2 separate regions of the Bos taurus genome follow, and region 1 is linked to region 2. The links are chromatin contacts, called in public Hi-C maps. All regions are on one chromosome and are shown on one strand. Each heading gives the region's core, a stretch centred on a gene start, on an enhancer-like site or on the middle of the called end of the contact. The rest is flanking DNA. Distances are from core to core; before and after follow the strand shown.

What was found. Hi-C and Micro-C count contacts between places; a contact is called where the count stands out from the background.
Region 1: a Hi-C map of liver shows a contact between it and region 2, with 3 times the contacts expected there. The contact joins the promoter of MAML3 here to the enhancer-like site in region 2. A contact is called at or near these places in 4 of 11 Hi-C or Micro-C datasets (liver, skeletal muscle and skin fibroblasts).

The regions. Positions count from the first base shown.
Region 1 is chr17:17,559,055-17,562,072 of ARS-UCD2.0, reverse strand. It overlaps MAML3 (mastermind like transcriptional coactivator 3), which reads right to left and starts at 1,358. Exons shown (of 5, transcript XM_015475390.3): 1 at 118-1,358. The coding sequence starts at 588.
Region 2 is chr17:17,457,404-17,460,415 of ARS-UCD2.0, reverse strand. All of the region lies in intron 5 of LOC107133280 (a long non-coding RNA gene), which reads right to left. Among named protein-coding and RNA genes, the nearest start is that of MAML3, 100 kb to the left of the region's middle. Within about 2 kb of position 1,450, at least 29 of the 102 cell types and tissues checked have an H3K27ac peak or open chromatin away from gene starts, as enhancers often do. A contact at or near this core is called in liver and skeletal muscle, where this site is marked.

The DNA.
Region 1 (3,018 bases), core at 109-2,608, 100 kb before region 2:
CAGCCCACCTCGCCCGCCGTGCAAATCAGATCCCCGCGCCCCCTTGTTAAGAAGCTCCACGCGCCCCCCCCCCCCCTTCATGCGCGCGCCCAGTGCCCGCTGCCAGCGCGCCCTCACCATGATCAGCGTGTGGTTCCTCTGCTCCGCCGAGGCAGCCTCCGCATCTTGCTGGGGTTTGCTCTGGTGCTGTTGCTTGCCGGTGCCGGCGCCCGATTTCTTGGCCCTCTGTTCCAAGGTCCGCTGGTAGAGGTTCACGGTGTCCCGGCGCTCCAGCTCCAGCTGCTCCACCTGAGCCTGCTGGTACCTGTTCTCGCAGTTGACGTGGTGCCGCCGGCAGCCCTCGATGCGCTGGCGGAGCCGCTCCACCACCGTGCTGTGCTTGGGGACGGCCGCCGATCCGCCGCCTGGGCCCCCGGAGCCGCCGGTGCCGCAGCCGGCAGCCGGGTGAGTGCTACACGGAGCAGCGGGAGTACTATTGGGAGTATTATTCACACCGATCCCGGCCCCGCCGAGGCTGCTGTTCAGGCTACTGTTGATGCAAATACTACTGCCATTCGCGGCAGCAGCGGGGGCTGCGAAATCCCCCATCCTGCTCCCCGGGCACACTATTTTGGAAGAACTTTTTTTATCCACCCCCTATCAGCCTCCTCCTTGGGTCCAAGGATTAAAATAGTTTAAGTGGAACGCGGGGGAGACGCAAGCACATGGATAGAAACAGCGATCCCGACCGGGCGAAAAAAAAAGGGGGGGGGGAGATTTTGGGGTGGTTTTTTTGTTTCCTTTTTTTAAACTGTAAAGCTCGAGGGGAAAAAAGGGGGGGTGTTATCAGAATACCATCAGACACCTATCAACAAAAAGAATCACAACAAACTGAGCCAGCAGCAAATCGGGTTGCAACTCAAGGGAAGATCCGCTCTTCGCCTGCCTTCTTTTCATAATCCATTATTTTCTAATAAATTCCAAGAGATTTCCGGTGGTTGGCAAGCATTTTCTCCCTACGTACCGAAAAACACAACCCATGTACACACACAAGCATATGCCTCCAGTGCGGACACGCGCGACACACACTCACTCCACACCGCATCGGAAAACGGCAAGCTTGCTTATTGCATTTTCCTTCCACAAAAAAGTTTTGGTGTTTATGCCGCCCCGTGTTCTCAAAGTACTTTGGCTGCTCAGTTGCATTTCACAGGAACCTAGATATCGAATCCTCGGGCTGGGGGAAGTAAACACATGGACAGTCCGAGGCGACTGCAAAAGTAGATCGGTGAAGTCCTTTGCAAAACGCCGCGCGGAGAGCAGCCCCTAACGCTCGGCTGGGCTGCCGCTGCCGCCGCTGCTCCTGCCACCATCACAATGATCAACTGCTCGCCGCCGCCGCCGCCGCCGCCGCCGCCGCCGCCTCCTCCTCCTCTCGCTCCTCCACCTCCTCCTCCTCCTCCATGCCAGCGGAGTGATATCAGGACGCGCGAGCTCAGTAAACACGGCAGCGGCGGCGGCTGGAGGCCGTGAGACAAGCCCGGGGACACGGAGCAAAACCCGGCCCGGACTCTCACCCGGCAGGAGCGGGCGCGGCGCGCACCGGCGCCCGGCACCCAGCTCCCGCCTCCCTCTGCTCTTCCTCCCCGCCCCTCGCACGCCCCTAACTTCACTGCCACCCGGCCTGGGAAGTCGGCGCTGGCAGAAAAGAGAAAAAGATTCTGGGGGATCTCGGGAATTAATCAACTTTTGACCTGTGCGTGTGTGTGTGTGTGTTTCTGTGTGTGGTGCGCGCGCGTGCGCGCGCCTGGGTGTATGTGTGCGTGTGTGCACGCGCGGACGGCCGCGTGGACGCGCCTGGCTGGATTTCCTTATTCTGAGCGAGGTATCAAGCGATCCCAAGTTGTTGATATACATTTATGCATATTTTGCAGAACTGTGCATGACCAGGCAGAAACATTAAAGCTTCGCAGCAGTTGTCTGTCATCCTTATCCATATGGAAAGAAAAGCAAATACTGGCTTGTTTTTAAAACCCCAGTAATAAGTCCTCGGTAGTAGTAACCCTACTTATGGACACTTTTTCAAACTCTAGGCCAATCTTAACACAGAAAAGCGGAATTCTGAAGAAAAAGAAATAGGCAACAAAAAACTTGGAATGTTATTTGATTCGCTGTGCATGATTGTTGTTATTAGGGCAATTATTGTTTTACTTAACCTTGGAAAAAAATTGAAATAAAGCAAGCAGGGACTTAGAGGTGAGACTAACAGTACATTTTAACAGACTGTTTTGAACACTAGGTGCTAATGACAGCAGTAATTAAGGGTCCTTCCTAAATGAAGTGGAAAGATGCAGATTTCATGGACTAAAACTATAGGAAAAACACAGCATTTCACAGTTTGTCATAAAACAAAAACAAGCAAAAATAACAGGCACACTTTATTGCTAGATATATTTCTTTCTGTTCAAATGAACTTACAAAAAAGTACAATTAAAATGGAATAGCACCCACAGAAAGTAACCCGGACTTAACCCGTTGCGTATATACATAATTTTGAAACAATTAAAATTGAGGAACAGTTTCTGTGATCATCAGTAGGACAAGATCTTGATTGTGAGCTGTTTGTAATAAGGCATTTTGTATTATCTCAATAAATCTTATGGAATTAGTTTTTTGGGTAAAAATACACCCCAGTTTTCTAAAATAGCCAGGAATAAAAGAACTTTGGATCTCATGCATTAATCATGAGATCTGATTTAAACCATCTTCATTTCTTGGCATTGCAGATTAGCATAGGATGCTATTTCTAACCTCATAATGTCAGCAATAAGAACCGATATTTTTCTTCAATTAATCAGATCTATATGGTGAACTTTATCTTTACCATCCTTTGGATTATACAGTAAAATGGGCAGCAAGATACTGATTAGCATGTTGTGAGGTTCCCTCTAAGTAGGGAAACCAATGTAAAAGAGTAGCTTTCACTGAAGTTGCCATACTTTTTCAGAGGGCTAGTTATTTAACATATAATCTTCTGTA
Region 2 (3,012 bases), core at 201-2,700:
CTCTAAAATGCGCCTTTGGTGACCCCAAAGACTGAGTAAGCCTATCTAAGTGTCTGAGTTATGCTTGTGAGGCTCTGGGGAGAAGAGAATGTGGCCTCACTGGATTTCTGCTCTCTTCCTGGAGGGCAAATAAAGCTTGCTGACTCAGAAGGGAGACGAGACGCTCAACGGTAGTAGTTCTGGGGTTCAACTTTGGTGGCTGTCTGCAGAAACTCCAGTGATCTGCAAGATAATCTGACCTAATTTCAACTGTAAACTTAAAAATCGACTGAACAGATAGTATATACCTGGCTGTTTAGAAACTTTATCTCCTTTAATCTTCAGAGGAACCCTTAGGTACGAATCATGACCACCATTTCATAAAGCTGCAAACTGAAGCTCAGGGAGGTTAAATGACATACCCAATGTCCCAGCTAGGAGACGTGGGCTCAGAATTTTCCAATCTGAGTGTGTCTGACCCCAGAGCCCTATACACTCTCTGAGACCTTTCCAACTGAGAAGAGAAACATATACCCAGGAAAGAGGAAGGAGAGGACAGGGGCCCCACACTGCCGCAGCCCAGCATCAGGGGCAGGAAGACGGATGGAGGCAGAGGGCTGAAGAGGGACAAACTGATGGCATCTGCTGTTAGGAGTGCCCAGTCTAAGGATGTTCTTCGGCTCATCTCTTGGCCCCCTGCTCCTCAGTCTAGGAGACAAAGATGCCAGATGGGTCTCAGGGGGCAACAAATTGTGCATCATCGTCCAGCTCCAAGGAGAGTCGGGTTGTTAATAAATTACTCTAGGCTGGCCTCCTGCTAAGTTAAGCATCACTTTTTAAAAATCCTCACATCGTTATTGTAAGGTAAGTATTACTGCCACTTTTATTTTATTTTTTACTGCCACTTTTAATAGTTGGGGAGAAGGAGGATTGGGGGGTTTAGGGACATCCCCAAGATCAAAAGACCCCAGGTGTCAAGGCTCACATTTCAACCCAGGCGTCTGACTTTAGGGCCATCAAGCATGTAACACCATGTTCTACTAGACAGAGGTTGGGGGTCGTGGACGACCGCGTGGCCCTTTCAGCGCGGGCTGACCCGGGAGGGGCAGGGTCGCCAGTCCTCCTGAGGGATGCATGCGGATGGCGCCAGCCGGGCTCAGGCAGCCACATGGGAGCCTGCTACTCCGGGGCCCACCGGACCCTGTTGCTTGGGGGCCGTGCCCGCAGCGGGTCCTGGCCTTGGCCTTGCCCGAGTCGGAAGGCAGCCCCATGCTCGGCTGAACAGCAACTGGGGTGCTCTGGATAGGTGAGCTAGAGAGGGAGGTATCCAGGCTTAGGCGTGAGCCAAGGACCCGGGCGTGGGGCTCTAAACCCAGATCACACCCCCCGACCCCTCTCCCCGGCGATCCCCACCCCGCACCACCCGCCTCCCACCACCAGTGGTCTGTCTGCCCGTCTGGCCGGAGCCCCGGCCGGGTGCGGCCGGGCGGTGCTGGGTGATGGGGGGAAGGGAGGGGACGCCCTGCTCCTCGGCCGCCGACCCCGGAGGCTTTGTGTATTCGGAACCGGATTCCCCACCTCCCTCCCCCACCTCCCATTCCCGCTTTCTTTCCCCTTAACCCAAGTCCCAGTAGAGTATTCAGCAATTAGCACGTGAGGAGGGGGTGGAAGGCGGCGGCGGGCGGGCGTGGGGTGGTGAGATTCCCCCGCACCCCACCGCCCCCGCCGGGATGGGTCCCGAGCTCCCGCCTGCGCTGCCTTCGTGCGCCACCTACCGGCTGCTCGCGGCAGCTTCGAGCCCGCCAGCACGGTTCCTAGGCAGATCTTGATCTCCGTGGACAATAGACAATGGGATTTTTTTTAAACAATGATTTATTTTGGGGGGTGGGGATAAGAGGAAAGGAGGGAGGGAGGAAGCAGCAGTGTGTTTGTCATCGCTTTAGAAAAAAAATGTCTGTTCTATCATTGTTTCTGCATATCCATTATATTGAGGACAAAAAAATCCCCTTCTGGAACAACAAATGTTTTCTGTGGCTGACATTTAATTGTGCGCTCAAGGTGCTACATTATCACGGGGAGAGACTGTAAGGAAGCTAGGGCACAGCTTAGGTTCAGAAGCCTGATTTTCTGCGTTAAGATGTGGGCTTTCTTACCTGAGCCCCGTTTTACATGGCCTCATGTGTCTCCACTGGTGTTATGCAGAACACACAATTCTGTGTTTCTGTATAGATGCCTAACCCATCACAAGGATTCCTTGTGGATTGTTTTCGCACTGCCTTCAAGGGCCTATTCTTTTACAGCCAACAGGGATAATCATGCTTCATTTTACAACCTCCCTACACTCACTTTACCAAAAAGATACTAATTTTAAGGAGCTGTTAGGAGCCTTGGAGAACACTTAGACCAAGCCCCTCAGTTGTACACAGGAAGCGGGCAGAATGCCTTGTCCAAAGTCATGAAAATGATTAGAGATGCAGTCGGGACCAGAAAGCTTGTATCCTGAGCCCTGGTTGTCCTGATGCCCAGCACCCCCTGACTCTCACCCTGTCCTTTCTGCCTGGACAGCCCCCCAGGCAGTGAGTTGTGTGCACTCAGGCCGGAGAGGGGTGGGTTAAGTGTAAACTTCCTTGACTGGCGGCAGCCCTTTTATTCTCTTCTCACCCGTTTCCCTCTGTAGAACGAAGGAGGGGTTGAGGGGTGAAATATGGACATTATCTTCATTCCTTAATTTTGTTATTTTTGCTGTGATAAGTTACTATGTAAAACCTATACAATTATCCACAATTCACTAGAAGATGCTTTTTCTGAGATGCAAGGCTTAAGCAGCCCTCCATTCTACCCCCAGTGCTAACCCAGATGCTGGGAACACAGAAGGAGTGTCTTCCATCTTTAGAAATTGTTCTCAGTGGTCTCTTGACAAAGATGGTTTACCCTTGGGAACTTGACTAAGATTTCCTTCTTAGGCTCATGAAAAATCCCTGGGGAGATGCAGATAGCTGATCATATTGTAACAGAGACATTTTTCTTCTGCCA